Regions from separate parts of the Gossypium hirsutum genome. Here all the other regions are linked to region 3. Evidence: chromatin contacts called from public Hi-C data. All regions are on one chromosome and are shown on one strand. Each heading gives the region's core, a stretch centred on a gene start, on an enhancer-like site or on the middle of the called end of the contact. The rest is flanking DNA. Distances are from core to core; before and after follow the strand shown. Region 1 has its middle 23 kb from the start of LOC107942331. Region 2 overlaps LOC107942331 (zinc finger protein SHOOT GRAVITROPISM 5). Region 3 has its middle 16 kb from the start of LOC107937488. Region 4 holds the start of LOC107937130 (non-specific lipid-transfer protein 4).

Region 1 (2,991 bases), core at 449-2,948, 310 kb before region 3:
ACTACTATCTCCCTAAAAGGATAAGAGAAAATTTCTCAAAAAAAGGCATAGAAGTACAAGAAAGATCATATCGTGATGCAAGTCTAACATCTTCATAATAGCATCTTTAGAAATGCATGAATTGAATTGAACAAACTGGCTGATGTGAAATGATGGATGATACTAAAATTTACCACCTCATTCCTATTTGTTACCCTTTTGTAAAAAAGTCGCATCTATATATAAATAAAGAGTATAATCGGAAGGGAGTGATACCCTGCAATCTGTCTTATGACACCTTTTATGGTTTTACCTCATAAAACATCCCATTCCCTTCTTGATTTGTTTCAGAAATAACATACTAAGACCATTATTGGTTTAAGTTGTTTTCCCATCATACTCAAATGTTTCTTGTAACAAACAAGTTTCAACGTTTTCCCATCATTTTTCTAATAAGAAGAATGGTAACCGGTTTCTCATTGGGGGAATAACTTCATGCTCTAAAACACTTTAAAAACAATAACAATAATAATAAATAATCATGATTACAACTAACCAAATAAACATATACATATCTAAGCAGAAAATGTCAAAAAGTAGAACTGAGAATGTTACAAGCAGAAGCAAACCACAGAACCAGGTTTAACATATAAAACAGTACAAAAACTAAGCATTGAAATAGAATCACAATAAAATTAACAGAAAGGACATTATGATAATAATCATGAAAAATATAGATGAAGATAAGCTCTTACATCCAAAGCCTAGAAAGCGCACCTTGTTACTACTATCCCATCTTTTTCATGCTGAGCAATCTTTTCTTCAACACTCTAAAGAAAACAAGTATATGTTCTGGTTGAAAACCAATAGAAAAAAGAAAAGAAGAAAAGCCTGAAAATAATAAAAGGATAGGATAAAAAATAGCACAAATGCCAATAACTTTTCCACAGCATATATATATATATATATATAGCAGACTAAAGGCAAACAACAGTCTACCAGTTCCAAATTCAAAGGAGCAAAGCAGTGTTTTCACATAAAAGAAACATATGATATGGTACCCACTATCAAACTAATCAAAAGCATCGACTAATTTACTCAAAAAGGACCAAATTTTGAGCATGAACGAGTCGAATAAAAGTAACCCATATCAGAACTAAGGACATAAAGCTTGAAATAAAATGATGAAATTAATAAAGAGAGCTTTATACCTTGGAAAGGGTATTAGCCAAAACTGACGATGGAACCCCAAATTAGTATTTGTAGCGTCTTCTTCTCGGTTTCAGCCTTGGGGCTTCTGGGAAAGTTGGAAGCTTGAAAGCGTGGGTAGCTGAAAGAAAGGAGCCGCTTTAGCCTTCACAGGAAGCTAGACGAGAGCAAAGGGAAAAATAAAACTAAACAATAGGGTTTGTCAAAGGGTTGGTCAGGATAGAAGCATGAAAAAGAGAGAGATGGTTGGAAGGAAATGGGAAGAAGAATGAAAAAAAGAAGATGATTCAGACGTGACAATGAAAAAGAGGAGAAGGTTGGAAGGAAATGGGAAGAATGAAAAAAAGAAGTTGCTTCAGACGTGAGAACGAAAAAGAGAGAGAAGGGTAAAGTTGAAACTCACACACGCTGAATGGGTATTCCGTGGATAGAGTGCCGAATGGTAAACGACAGTTTTGCCTTGAATAAGGCTGTATAGAATATGGCTGTAATAGCCTATTACAACCAACCAAACAATGGAATAAGGATGGGCCACTGAATTCACCTGTAATGGTTTAGCATTATAGCCAACTAAACACACTGCAAGTGATAAGTAGTTATCTATCTATTTATTTTATTAAAAATTTTGAATTAACTCGAAATTTAATACGATAATCAAACACATAAAAATTAAATATTACAAATTTTCAATGAAATGGATATTTTCAAAAGTTTTTCAAACTCACCCTTAATAATCTCATAAATAATAAAATTATAAGTTAATATGTGATAAAATTTTACTTTTTCTCTCATAAAAGAAAAAGTTTTATTTAACCCTTTAAAAGATGGTGTCAGAAATTAATAATAAAAAAATATAATTTATCGAGCAAAAGAATTTCTGGAAATAAAAATTTGAGGTATTTGTGTAGACTAAAATTTGACTCACTCAAGTGAAAAATAATTATTTTGAAGAAAATTGTAAAAATAGATATGTAAATTAGTTTGTAGTTATTATAGAAGTGTGCAGTTTTTTTTGTTTTTAATAAATGTGGATTGTTTATTTTTAATTTTATATTTTAATTATATTTATTCGTTTTTATAATTTTACTGAGTTAGTTGATTCAATTTGTGAAACAAACACAATGTATTTGTTTTGCAGTATAATTTGCAATGATAATAATATGTTAATATATTTTTTACAACACCACAACTTGTATATAATTTTATTGTAGTAGAACAAGCTTTATTTCGTATTTCTTTTTCATATATCACATTTATTTAGAGGTTGATACTCAACACAAATTCGGTAAATAAAATTACTTATAAATATTTTTAAATAAAGTAATAAATATTAATATAATAGTTTTTATCTCTTATTATTTTTATATAAAATATTTAGGAAAAACAACTAAAATTAAATGTTTACTGCCTGAACTTAAGACTAATGGAAGTTTATTCGTAATACTTTACCACTTCATTTATGATTTAAATTATTAAATAATTTTTGATAAATATATTTTTAATATTAAACTGTTCTTTCCACGTCTGTCTCGAAATCTAGTAATATTTTATGTGAGTGAAAAATTAATAATTTTTAAAAGAAAAATAAATTAAAAAAAGTTAGTTTTTTTTAAAATAATAATTATATTTTGTGAAAAATTAAAGTGGTTTTTTAAGTGGTGATTATTTTTAGCCTTACTTTTTATTAAAACTTAAAAGTCATAAATGCCCCTAATCATCATTTGCTACGGTAATTTTGATTTGGGTTTTTCTATAATCTACATAATTAGGTTGTTATCTTTGACTTGTGATGTCAAATCTAAT
Region 2 (3,423 bases), core at 845-3,344, 330 kb before region 3:
GGCCATGGCCGAGAAGGCCTACGCCGAAAAGGCTAGACAAGAAGCTAAGAGACAGATCGAGATGGCTGAGCTTGAGTTCGCTAGTGCAAAGAGGATAAGGCAACAAGCGCAAGGTGAACTGGAGAAAGCTCAAGCCTTGAAAGATCAAGCCACAAAGAAGATAAGTGCTACAATCATGCAGATCACTTGTCAAACTTGCAAGCATCAGTTCCAAACATCAACAGCTGCTGGTCCAGATGATGAGACCTCACTTGCTATGAGTTACATGTCTTCAGCCACAACAGAAGGGGAAGGAGAGTGACGGCAAGTTGATCATGCAATGATGAATGATCAACCCCCATTAGCCCTTAAATCTCTTTGTTCTTTGATCTGCACGTTGAGTTTTTCTTTGCTTTGTCAACTAGTTTTTCTTCACTTATTCTAACCACTATCGTGGATTTGATATAAGAAAAAGAAGAAGAAAATGGTCGTTTTAAGCAGTTCTTGAATTGATTTACTATATCTTCATTTGTTTAATAGAAAAAAGGGGGGGGCGGGGGTAGACATTGCAATTTAATTAAATGCAGTGTGAAGTACAGTATCTATATGAGATATATGAACAAATGGTCATGCCTTGAGATTTTCTCAACCTCTTATTGCACTGCTACACCTGCAGGTATGCCATGTGAATGTTTTAAACATCAGGGCACATTTTATCGTCCGCTTGACTTCAAATATGCTGAATCCCATCATAAAGCTTGGAGAGAAACCTATCATTTCAGATTATTCTTCTAGCCACTAGCCCAAGTCTTATATATACGAGTGTGTGTGTGTGAAACTTATTGAATAATCCTAGATTAGGCACTGACATATATGTTTTGTTGCAATATATTTCGAGATATACAAGTTGTGACTATATTTAAAGTTGAACCGGATTAGACCATAAATTGAGAATAGAACTCTCTATGATGGGTTTTCCTACTAAAGTAAGATAAAAAGGAAAAAGAAAAACATGCTGAGGCTCACAAAATTTGTAAGTTGTATTTTAGCTCAGCAACTCACGATGGGTTTTCGTTATACTTGGACCAAAATGTGTAAAGTTTATAATAAAAACAAAACATTGAAAAAAAATTTAAGGATAACAACAAAACAAAGGGTGTTGGATTTATCTTTCCCCTAATACTATAGCCGGTTGATGCGGCTTTTCCCTTTATAAATTTTTCTTTTTGTTTTTGTCGGAAGCATTAAAATAATGGGAAGAAAAAGAAGAAGAGTTCAAAACATAATGCTTGGATTGCTTGTTAGATTTTAGGCAAATTTAAATTTCAAAGGGTCTGCATGTAAATTTAAGCCAAGCTTATGTTTATTTTTTGTCTTCTTAATGAAAATATAAATGAATGAACGACACATGGAATATGAAAATCCTCTCTTTGGGGTATTGGAGTTTTTACACATATTGGGGACCATTTTAGCTAGAAAATAGGAAGGAACCATTCAAAGATGGTGACCCATAGATTCAACCCCAAATTGAATGTTGTAAAAGAAAAGAAAGGAAGAGAGAGGAGGAAGGGTGGGAAAGGAATGTCATTTTCATTGCATTTGTGTCCTTTTAAATGCTTATAAAAACACCATGTTTTTCAGTGCCACAGTTGAAATGGTTATAGACAGGCAATGGTCCTTCTCAAACATAAACAACACATCCAATTCACTTAAAAAACACACTCTCTCTCACACTTTATCAGATTCAGCAGCAGCTATGGCAGAGCAGAGGGACACACTGCCCTTTCCCATTAAATTTTGTTTTTCATTTGAGCCAAAAATTAAATGAATAGCAGTTGTAGCAAAAGAAACACTTTCCTCGACCACCATATTTGCGCCCTTCAATCCTTCAACCCCGTATATATATGTAGCACTAGCTGTGCCTGTGTAGGGTATTTTAGTTCAGCCAAAGGCAAAGGTGAAGCAGCCCAGAAGGGTTTCCATTATTTATTTTTATTTTATGTTTTCTGGGTTCTTTATTTATTATTTATTTATAAATGAAGGGGTTAAGGCTTAGATCTTGGGTTTGGGACCACGGGCAGCTCTTTCCCCACCTTTTAATGCAGTTTCCTTTTCCTTTTTTGTTCATCGGATAGAAATGAATGGCAGTTACGTTATTTTCACTTGCTTTGGGGGATGATTTTAAACAAATAGCTCATGCACTTACTAATGTACCCAAAATAAATTTTTTAAAAAATATATATATGGAAAGGAATTAAAAAAGTAACTTTTAACTCTATGGCAGTTAAAAGAGGGATGAAATTGAAATTGAGAGAAAGGGAGGTTAAACATTAAGAAAGATCAGGTGGAGTCGCACATTTAGTTCAACAAATTGGAAAGAAAGTAAACTAGGGAGGTAAAAAAGCAGTGCCCTTCGCCAGCCAAAAGACAAGGTCAAAACTTAAATAAAATAAAACAAATACTTTTAATTATTATTTTATATAAATATAAATATACTTGTATTGTTGAGAAAAGTTGGTTTGTCTCCTCCTTGTCTTAATCTTATTTGATAGCAACTAAAATCTCTCCCACATGGGAATGTGAGGAAAAAGGTCTACTTTTAGAATAACTTATATTTCATAGCTTTTACTTTGATTCAATATTTTAATTTAAATTTGAATGCGAAAAATTATATCATCTAATTTTTATTTGGTTTGATTTAAATGAAAATGGCATAATTATTTTATTTAATTTTAATGCTTACGGTAAAAATTATCTGACTACTTAATGAATTAAATTAATTTGATTTATTGAATCTAATTAAAACATCAAATAACTTTAGAAATGCGCAGTGATCTTTTAACTATTTCAACCCTTTACAACAAACAAATTTGAGAGAGAACCATCTCAAAATGTTTGCAGCTTTTCGATTTCCTCTATACTGCAGTTTCCTTTAATGCAAATTTTGTTGGGAATGGAAACATAAATGGATTATGATCTAAATGAATATAAAAAAAAAAGAAAAAGAAAATCAATGAGTGAAATGGGAGAAGGAACTAATACATTTTTGTTAGGATACTAATTTAAGAAGTGATTGTGAGCCAGTAACCACAACAAAACTTCACAAATTTAAGGACTAATTATAGAAATAAAATAAATCTAACACATTATCAATAAAAGAAAAAAATATATTTCATAATCTTCATATCAATTTTTTTTAAAAAAAAGAGAAATACATAATAATATCTGTTTTTTTAATGAAATATATATAAAAAAAATGTATCACTTACTTTTCCCTTTATCCTTCTTTGATTTTTTATTAGGAATATAAAAAAAACCCAATTCACGGTTTAACTTTAAAAATATATTTATTTTCTCATTTTGGTATTTAAAATTTTTTATCTCAATTTGGTACTTAAAATATCAATTTTTTCTATCTTTTGTCTATTTTGTAACGGCTATTAA
Region 3 (3,426 bases), core at 874-3,373:
TGATGTCACATTTTTAAATAAAAAATACTCTGTATTCATGTAACTAAAAAATGACATTATAATAAATATGAATTTAACAAAGTATTTTTAATAATACTAATAGTTGAACCTGAATTTTGATATCTAAAAAGTAGGACTAAACTAAAAATAAAAGCACATGGACTAAATTTTAAATTTACGAAGAATACAAGGACTTATGACATATTTTAATCTATTATAAAAATATGAATACTTTAATTATATAAATATGCGTATTTATTAAATAATTTTTAGTTTCATTTATCCCGTACAACTTTTTTTTAAGTAAAATCAGAATGCATTAATTGAGAGGATATGTTGTACACTGAGCAAAGATTGTAAAACAACAGCTATCTAACAGTTGTCAAAAGCTAATAAGTAACAGAGGCGGTGCCTCGGTTTGCCTAAACTTTAAAGAAAAATTAAAAGAAAATGAAAAGCTTTTGAGGTTCCCTAAAGCAAAATAAAAAACAAAAACTGAAAGAAAAAACCTGTCGTTAACACCTTTCATCTCCTTTGCATTCTGTCCTTATAGTGGATAAACTGGTTTAAACTATCCTTTTTCTGTAAAAAAATTTCATTTAGAAGCACTTGTTACCAAATTTCTCCTAATCTGAGTTCAACATCGAGTGGTAAGGATAGACACTTGACGCGTTGTAATGCTTCCTAGACTGGTAATTTAAAACACTGCATGGCATAAATCGGAAGGGCCTGTAAAATTGATTTGATGAAAATTTCTTTTCCCCCAATGGACAAATTACGAATACTCCAATTCTTTGTCTTTTGGATGAATCTCTCTTTTAATTCAAGAAAACACCTCTTTTTTCTTCTAATCATTGTAGGTAAGCTTAGATACTTTTTTGGATTATTTGAAATCCGTACCCCCAAAACTCCCCCTATCTGCCCTTGTATATCGTCTTGTACGTTTTTGCTGAAATAGATTAACGACTTCTCGAAATTCACTAGCTGACCAGAGAGATTTTCATATTCATTAATTACTGCCTTAATTGCCATTGCTCCATCCATTGTTGCTTTCCCAAATAAGATGCTGTCATCAGCGAAGAAAAGATGAGTGATAGCGAGCTCCCCTCTTCCCACTTTAGCCTTTTCAACTTGTCCTTCCCTTTTAGCCTTGTTCAGAAGTTTAGAGAAACCTTCTGCACATATGATAAATAGATATGGGCTTAGTGGGTCTCCTTGCCTGATTCCTCTTTTTGGTGTAAATTCTGACTATTGGATCCCATTAATTGCAACCGAGTATGACACTGTTCGTACGCATTTCATTACAATCTCAATCCACTTTTGCAAAAGCCTAGCATTTTCATCATGCTTTCAATGAAATCCCATTTCACTCTATCATAGGCTTTACTCATATCTAGCTTTAAAGCAAAATACCCCGTGCCTCCCCCTTTTTTTTTTAAAGAGTAAAGTAATTCATATGCTATCATATGCTATCAATATGTTGTTAGTTATTTATCTTCCTAGGACAAAAGCACCTTTAACACCCTTCGAAATCTATTAACCATCATTTTTATATCAATTTGTAAATGACATTACAAAGACTTATGGGCCTAAATTGTCCCAAGTTCATAGGGGTTTGTATCTTTTGGATAAGCACAATATTGGTTATATTAATTTCCGCAAAATCCTTCCCATTATTCAATACTTGAAGGCAATAATTAACAGCGTCTTTTCCTATAATATGCCAGAATTTTTGGTAGAAAAATGCTAGAAAACCATCTTTACTTGATGCCTTGAGGGGGGCTATACTCTTTAATGCTTCCACTACCTCTTCTTCCTTAAACTCTCTAATAAGTTCTTCATTAGGAGAATCTGTAATGCATGGTTGAATTTCACTTCTAAGCCTTTCACAACTTTGTAGTGGTTTTGAAGAAAAAAGATCTTGGAAAAAAATTGGCTGCTAGTTTGTTAATGGCATTGTCCCCCTCTACCAATCCACCCCTTCTATCTTCCAGTTTTTTTATTAAATTTTTTCTTTTTACGCTGGGATGCAAAATTATGGAAAAAAGCAGTATTTCGATCCCCTATTCGTAACCAATTAGCTCTTGCCCGTTGTTCCCAGTACAATTCTTTCTTGTCGGCTTCCATGTTGAGTGCTAGCTTAACTTCTGTTAATTCTGCCAAAATATCGCTATCTAGGTCTTCTCTATTTAGATGATTAAGACGTGATTTTAAATTCTCCCTTATCTTCCATCTGGATCTGCTATTTGATTTTTCCCAAATTTTCAACTTCAACTTTAGATCTTCTAATTTTTTCGGCAGACTCTTATCATCTAAATCCCACCCTTGCTTAATCACCTTTCCAAAATTGTTTTCCAGCACCTAGTTGGCATTGAATTTAAACAAATGTTTACTATTCTCAAATCTCCCTTTTTCATGCGTCATTAAAATTACAAGACAATGATCCGAAATACTATGGCACTTACGTTAAGCTGAGAAATTCGGAAACCTTTCCCATCATAATGGATTGGCTAACCCCCTATCCAATCTCTCACGAATATTGTTGCTTGGAAGTCTCCCTCGTTCCCATGTATACCATTGTCCTGAGAATCCTAAATCATTCAGTTCACAGTCTTCCAAGGCTTCTTTAAATGCCACCATTTTTATTTCCTCCCTTAATCTGCCCCCTCTTTATTTGAAAGAGAATAGAATTTCATTAAAATCCCCCATAACAAGCCATGGCAATTGGTTGTTTCCTTTTAACTGTCTGAGAAGATTCCATGATTCTTTCCATTTCTGTTCAACTGGTGAGCCATAAAAACTTGTAAAACGCCAGCACTCTTCTTCATTATTCTCCATAACTTCTATATCAATATGAAATTTAGAATAGCTTCTTAACCTAACATCGACTTCTTCCTTCCAACTAAGAGAAAGTCCCCCTTTTGATCCTTCAGCGTACACATCAATCCCGTTTGTGTATCCACAGAACTTCCTTATTGCTTCCATCCTTATTGCATTGACTTTTGTCTTTATTAAAAACAAAAGTTGAGGCTGAAGCCGTCTCAAGTTATTTTTGAGATGTTTTATTGTTCGTGGCTACCCCATGCCACGAACATTCCAACTTAAGATTTTCATTGTGACCGGTCGGCCTGCTTATTAGCGGCCGCCGATATATCAATATTGGATGAGAGACTTGAGTTGGTAATTTGATGAATTTCTTCTATCTGTTGGACCCTTTGCCTTTTCTTCCCATCAATTAGTTTGATTGGTGTATCCTCGGTAAATTCGTTATCTTCAATTATCATGTTATGCACTTCTTCGGTTCTGTTAATTCTATGATATCTCCTATTTAGATCCCCTTCTTTGCCTTTACCTCTCACGATATTACTTTCCTCCCCTCTTTGATATCCCACCAAGCTTCTTCTTCTAATTTCGTCGTGGTCAAAT
Region 4 (3,111 bases), core at 140-2,639, 360 kb after region 3:
TTTAATTTCATGTGTGATTTATTTATTTTATTATTTTTTACATGTAATTATCTTATTGTGTTACTTAAGTAATAAATTACATTTCATTAAAAATATTTCATATCATCTACATTAATTTTTTTAATGGTACTTTCATCAAATCTGTTAGAAAAAATAGTTTAAAGAAAAAACAAAGATTGATGACCAAAAAATACTCAAAATTACAGTTAGGACCATTTTGATAAAAAATATAAACATTAATAACCAAATTTGTCATTAATCTTAAATTATATTACAATATGGATTTTATTATATTCCTAAAAGACTCATTGTTAAAGTAAATGGGAAAAAAAGGTAAAAGCCCATTGAAAAGAATGAGGGTGTCTTGGACCACTCATCACTTGAGGCTTATCCTATTAATTTTCAAAAGCCCCAAAAGGAAATATGCAAATAACCTACCATTTGCCAGTCTTGAGCCCAAAACGTGGCATTAGTTTATGTAAAAGTTGGATAAATTTAAACAGCACTTTCAAAAGATAAAGAGCAAAGCAGTAACTACTGTATTACGGCGTTTTTTGTTATAGTATTGGTATATATGGAATTTAAAATCGGAAAAAAGGAGGGTAAAAAGTAAACAGAATGGGGTAGTGTACTTACTTCCACATTTTTTGCCAGCTTGCCTGTTCCTAATATTGCATTTTTTGGGAATGGCAATAGCAATCCCAGGCATGATCCCGGCTTGCTTTGCCAATGGTGATAACAAAATAGCACAAAGGCACCTTGGAGAAGTCCTGAGTAAGGCACCCACCTTGGCGCAGCAAGCTGGAGGAACTTTAGCCCTTGCATTCCGAGCCGCTCCCAGGCATGGGCTTAAGCTTGCTGCAGCCGACCTGATTGGGGTCCTCCCACACCCTCCTGCTGCACCTACATCACTGACCAATGCATTCAAACTTATCCAAAACAAAAATAAAACAACCAGACAATAAGGTTTCAAGCTCAAAGCCATCTCTGTTACACTCTGCGAAACTCACTCTTTTCCCACACTGATTTTGCTGACCTCCACCAATGCATATTTATACACACATTTAAAAAAAAGGGGGGGGTGGGTTTGGCCTTAGGGGTGGTGAAATTTGGGTTTAGTGCGGTGGTTGTGGGAGACTTACGTGGAAGCATTTTGTGTTTTCTTCTTCCCTTAGATTATTCAAGATGTAATGATTAGTTGAATGTTCCCACTGAAAAGATCCATCGCTTGTTACTTTGGTAGATTTTGGTTCATAAATGCTATTTCCTTGGCTTTTTTGTTTAAATTTTCTGGCATGTTCTCTTCTTCAGGTTGCCTTAGGGTAGTTGGCAGTGTGAACATATGCATCGAAGGGTTTCCGTTATCTTTTTGGCATGCTTGGAGACTTTCAATAATTTGCTCCACTATGATATATTGAAATATAATAGACTATACGTGGCTTAAACTTATTAACCTACTGCTGGATATGACCTTATCTCAATAAGAAAAGCATATACATGATGTATGTGCTCTCCTGTATGCTTTCATATAACCTATATTGTTTCTTACATAACAACGCCATGCATGATCAATGAAAATCAAAGTAGAAAATAATTAAAACAACATATATTTAGTGATTTCAACCAAAAATCTGAAATTAAATCTAAGAGTCAAGCAAATTGGATTACAACCTAATTATTAGTCATTATTATCCTAAAACACACTCCAGCTAAAAGAACACATCTTATGGAAAATGATTATATGAAACTGTGATTCTATATTATTCTTGTCTCTTTCTAACGGAAGAATAACAAATCAGATTTTTCCTCTTGATTTTCTGCATTTTTAGTTGGATATGAAATTTTTCAAGAGAAAAAAGTTAAAAATCAAGAGGAAAAATCTGATTTGTCATTTTCACATTAGAAAGGGATAAAGATAACATGAAATTACAGTTTCATACAATCATTTCTCTACATCTTATTACATAATTACTATTTGTTTCATTTTATACCTTTTTCTAAATTTAATATACTTTTTTACTATTAAAAATAAAATATTTATTTTATAAATTATTAAGAGAATATATGTTATTCACTATTACCACAAATTTCTAGTCTTGAGATTGATATTAATTTTTTGACAAAAATATTATAATGAAAGGTCCAACAACTGTTTAAATTTTAATGTCAGAGTTTTGATTTTACTAATTGTTGAGTGCACTTCAATATTTTCTTTTCACTAATTGTTCTCTTTAGCTAAGGAGATTTTTTAGTAGCTTTTTTGTATTGTGTTTATTTATTTATTTAAATTTGCTAGTTTGTGAAAGAAGTGAAATTAGGTTTTTTGGTAAATTGGTTAACGGAAGTAACTGATGGTCACGAGGTTAACTTAAATTTTAACTAAGACAAGTGCACCTATCAATTGTAACTACAAGTACTTGTAATTATTGTCTTTTTATTATTTAACTGAATAATTCGAATGATCTATTAAAACTAAAATTAGCTAATTTAATTAACTAACGAACACGACAAAGAACAAAACGCGAAAATAATCGAGTAACAAACAAGAAACGAAACAATGCCGAGGAAAGAATCCGTTTAGATTTAATCTTCCACCAGCAATCAAAGTTACACAATTTCTTCACTTAACACATTGACTTGTAGAAATCACTAAATTATGCTAATATCTCTTTCGAGCATAAGAGCAACTAACTCTAGGTTGATTAATTGAAACCTTTCTAATTAAAACCCCTATTATCACATTAACTTGTGTTATCGATTCTCTTATTAGATTTGACTCTAATCTGGTCGATTCATGTCGTCCTATTTCTAGGATTGCATGTAACAACTCCACTCAATTACGCAAGATCTAATTGTAAACAGAGTCATTTCACCACTGATTTAAGCACATCGACCATGGATCAATACTCTAGAAATATCAAACCAAGAATTAAACACACATAATTGAGAACAAGAAACTAAGTATTTATTGCGTAAAATAAAAAATAAACGACAAATCATATGATTCATCTCCTTTAGGTATTTAGAAACTTAGTTCATGCTCGAAAATAGAAAAATCCAAGATACAATATAACCGAAAGAAATAAAGAAACTCACGATAATCTCCTAAGA

The links. Hi-C and Micro-C count contacts between places; a contact is called where the count stands out from the background.
Region 1: a contact with region 3 is called in a Hi-C map of leaf, with 4 times the contacts expected there. The contact joins two enhancer-like sites. A contact is called at or near these places in 4 of 34 Hi-C or Micro-C datasets (callus, hypocotyl and leaf).
Region 2: a contact with region 3 is called in a Hi-C map of leaf, with 5 times the contacts expected there. The contact joins two enhancer-like sites. A contact is called at or near these places in 5 of 34 Hi-C or Micro-C datasets (callus, hypocotyl and leaf).
Region 4: a Hi-C map of leaf shows a contact between it and region 3, with 2.6 times the contacts expected there. The contact joins the promoter of LOC107937130 here to the enhancer-like site in region 3. A contact is called at or near these places in 5 of 34 Hi-C or Micro-C datasets (callus and leaf).

The regions. Positions count from the first base shown.
Region 1 is chrA01:74,237,638-74,240,628 of Gossypium_hirsutum_v2.1, forward strand. It overlaps the pseudogene LOC107942332. Among protein-coding and RNA genes, the nearest start is that of LOC107942331, 23 kb to the left of the region's middle. Within about 2 kb of position 1,699, at least 9 of the 9 cell types and tissues checked have an H3K27ac peak or open chromatin away from gene starts, as enhancers often do. A contact at or near this core is called in leaf, where this site is marked.
Region 2 is chrA01:74,218,192-74,221,614 of Gossypium_hirsutum_v2.1, forward strand. It overlaps LOC107942331 (zinc finger protein SHOOT GRAVITROPISM 5), which reads left to right. Exons shown (of 3, transcript XM_016875988.2): 3 at 1-479. The coding sequence ends at 301. Among protein-coding and RNA genes, the nearest start is that of LOC107942331, 3.6 kb to the left of the region's middle. Within about 2 kb of position 2,095, at least 3 of the 9 cell types and tissues checked have an H3K27ac peak or open chromatin away from gene starts, as enhancers often do. A contact at or near this core is called in leaf, where this site is marked.
Region 3 is chrA01:74,547,563-74,550,988 of Gossypium_hirsutum_v2.1, forward strand. No RefSeq gene overlaps it. Among protein-coding and RNA genes, the nearest start is that of LOC107937488, 16 kb to the left of the region's middle. Within about 2 kb of position 2,124, at least 6 of the 9 cell types and tissues checked have an H3K27ac peak or open chromatin away from gene starts, as enhancers often do. A contact at or near this core is called in leaf, where this site is marked.
Region 4 is chrA01:74,908,545-74,911,655 of Gossypium_hirsutum_v2.1, forward strand. It overlaps LOC107937130 (non-specific lipid-transfer protein 4), which reads right to left and starts at 1,390. Exons shown (of 2, transcript XM_016869954.2): 1 at 637-1,390. The coding sequence starts at 985.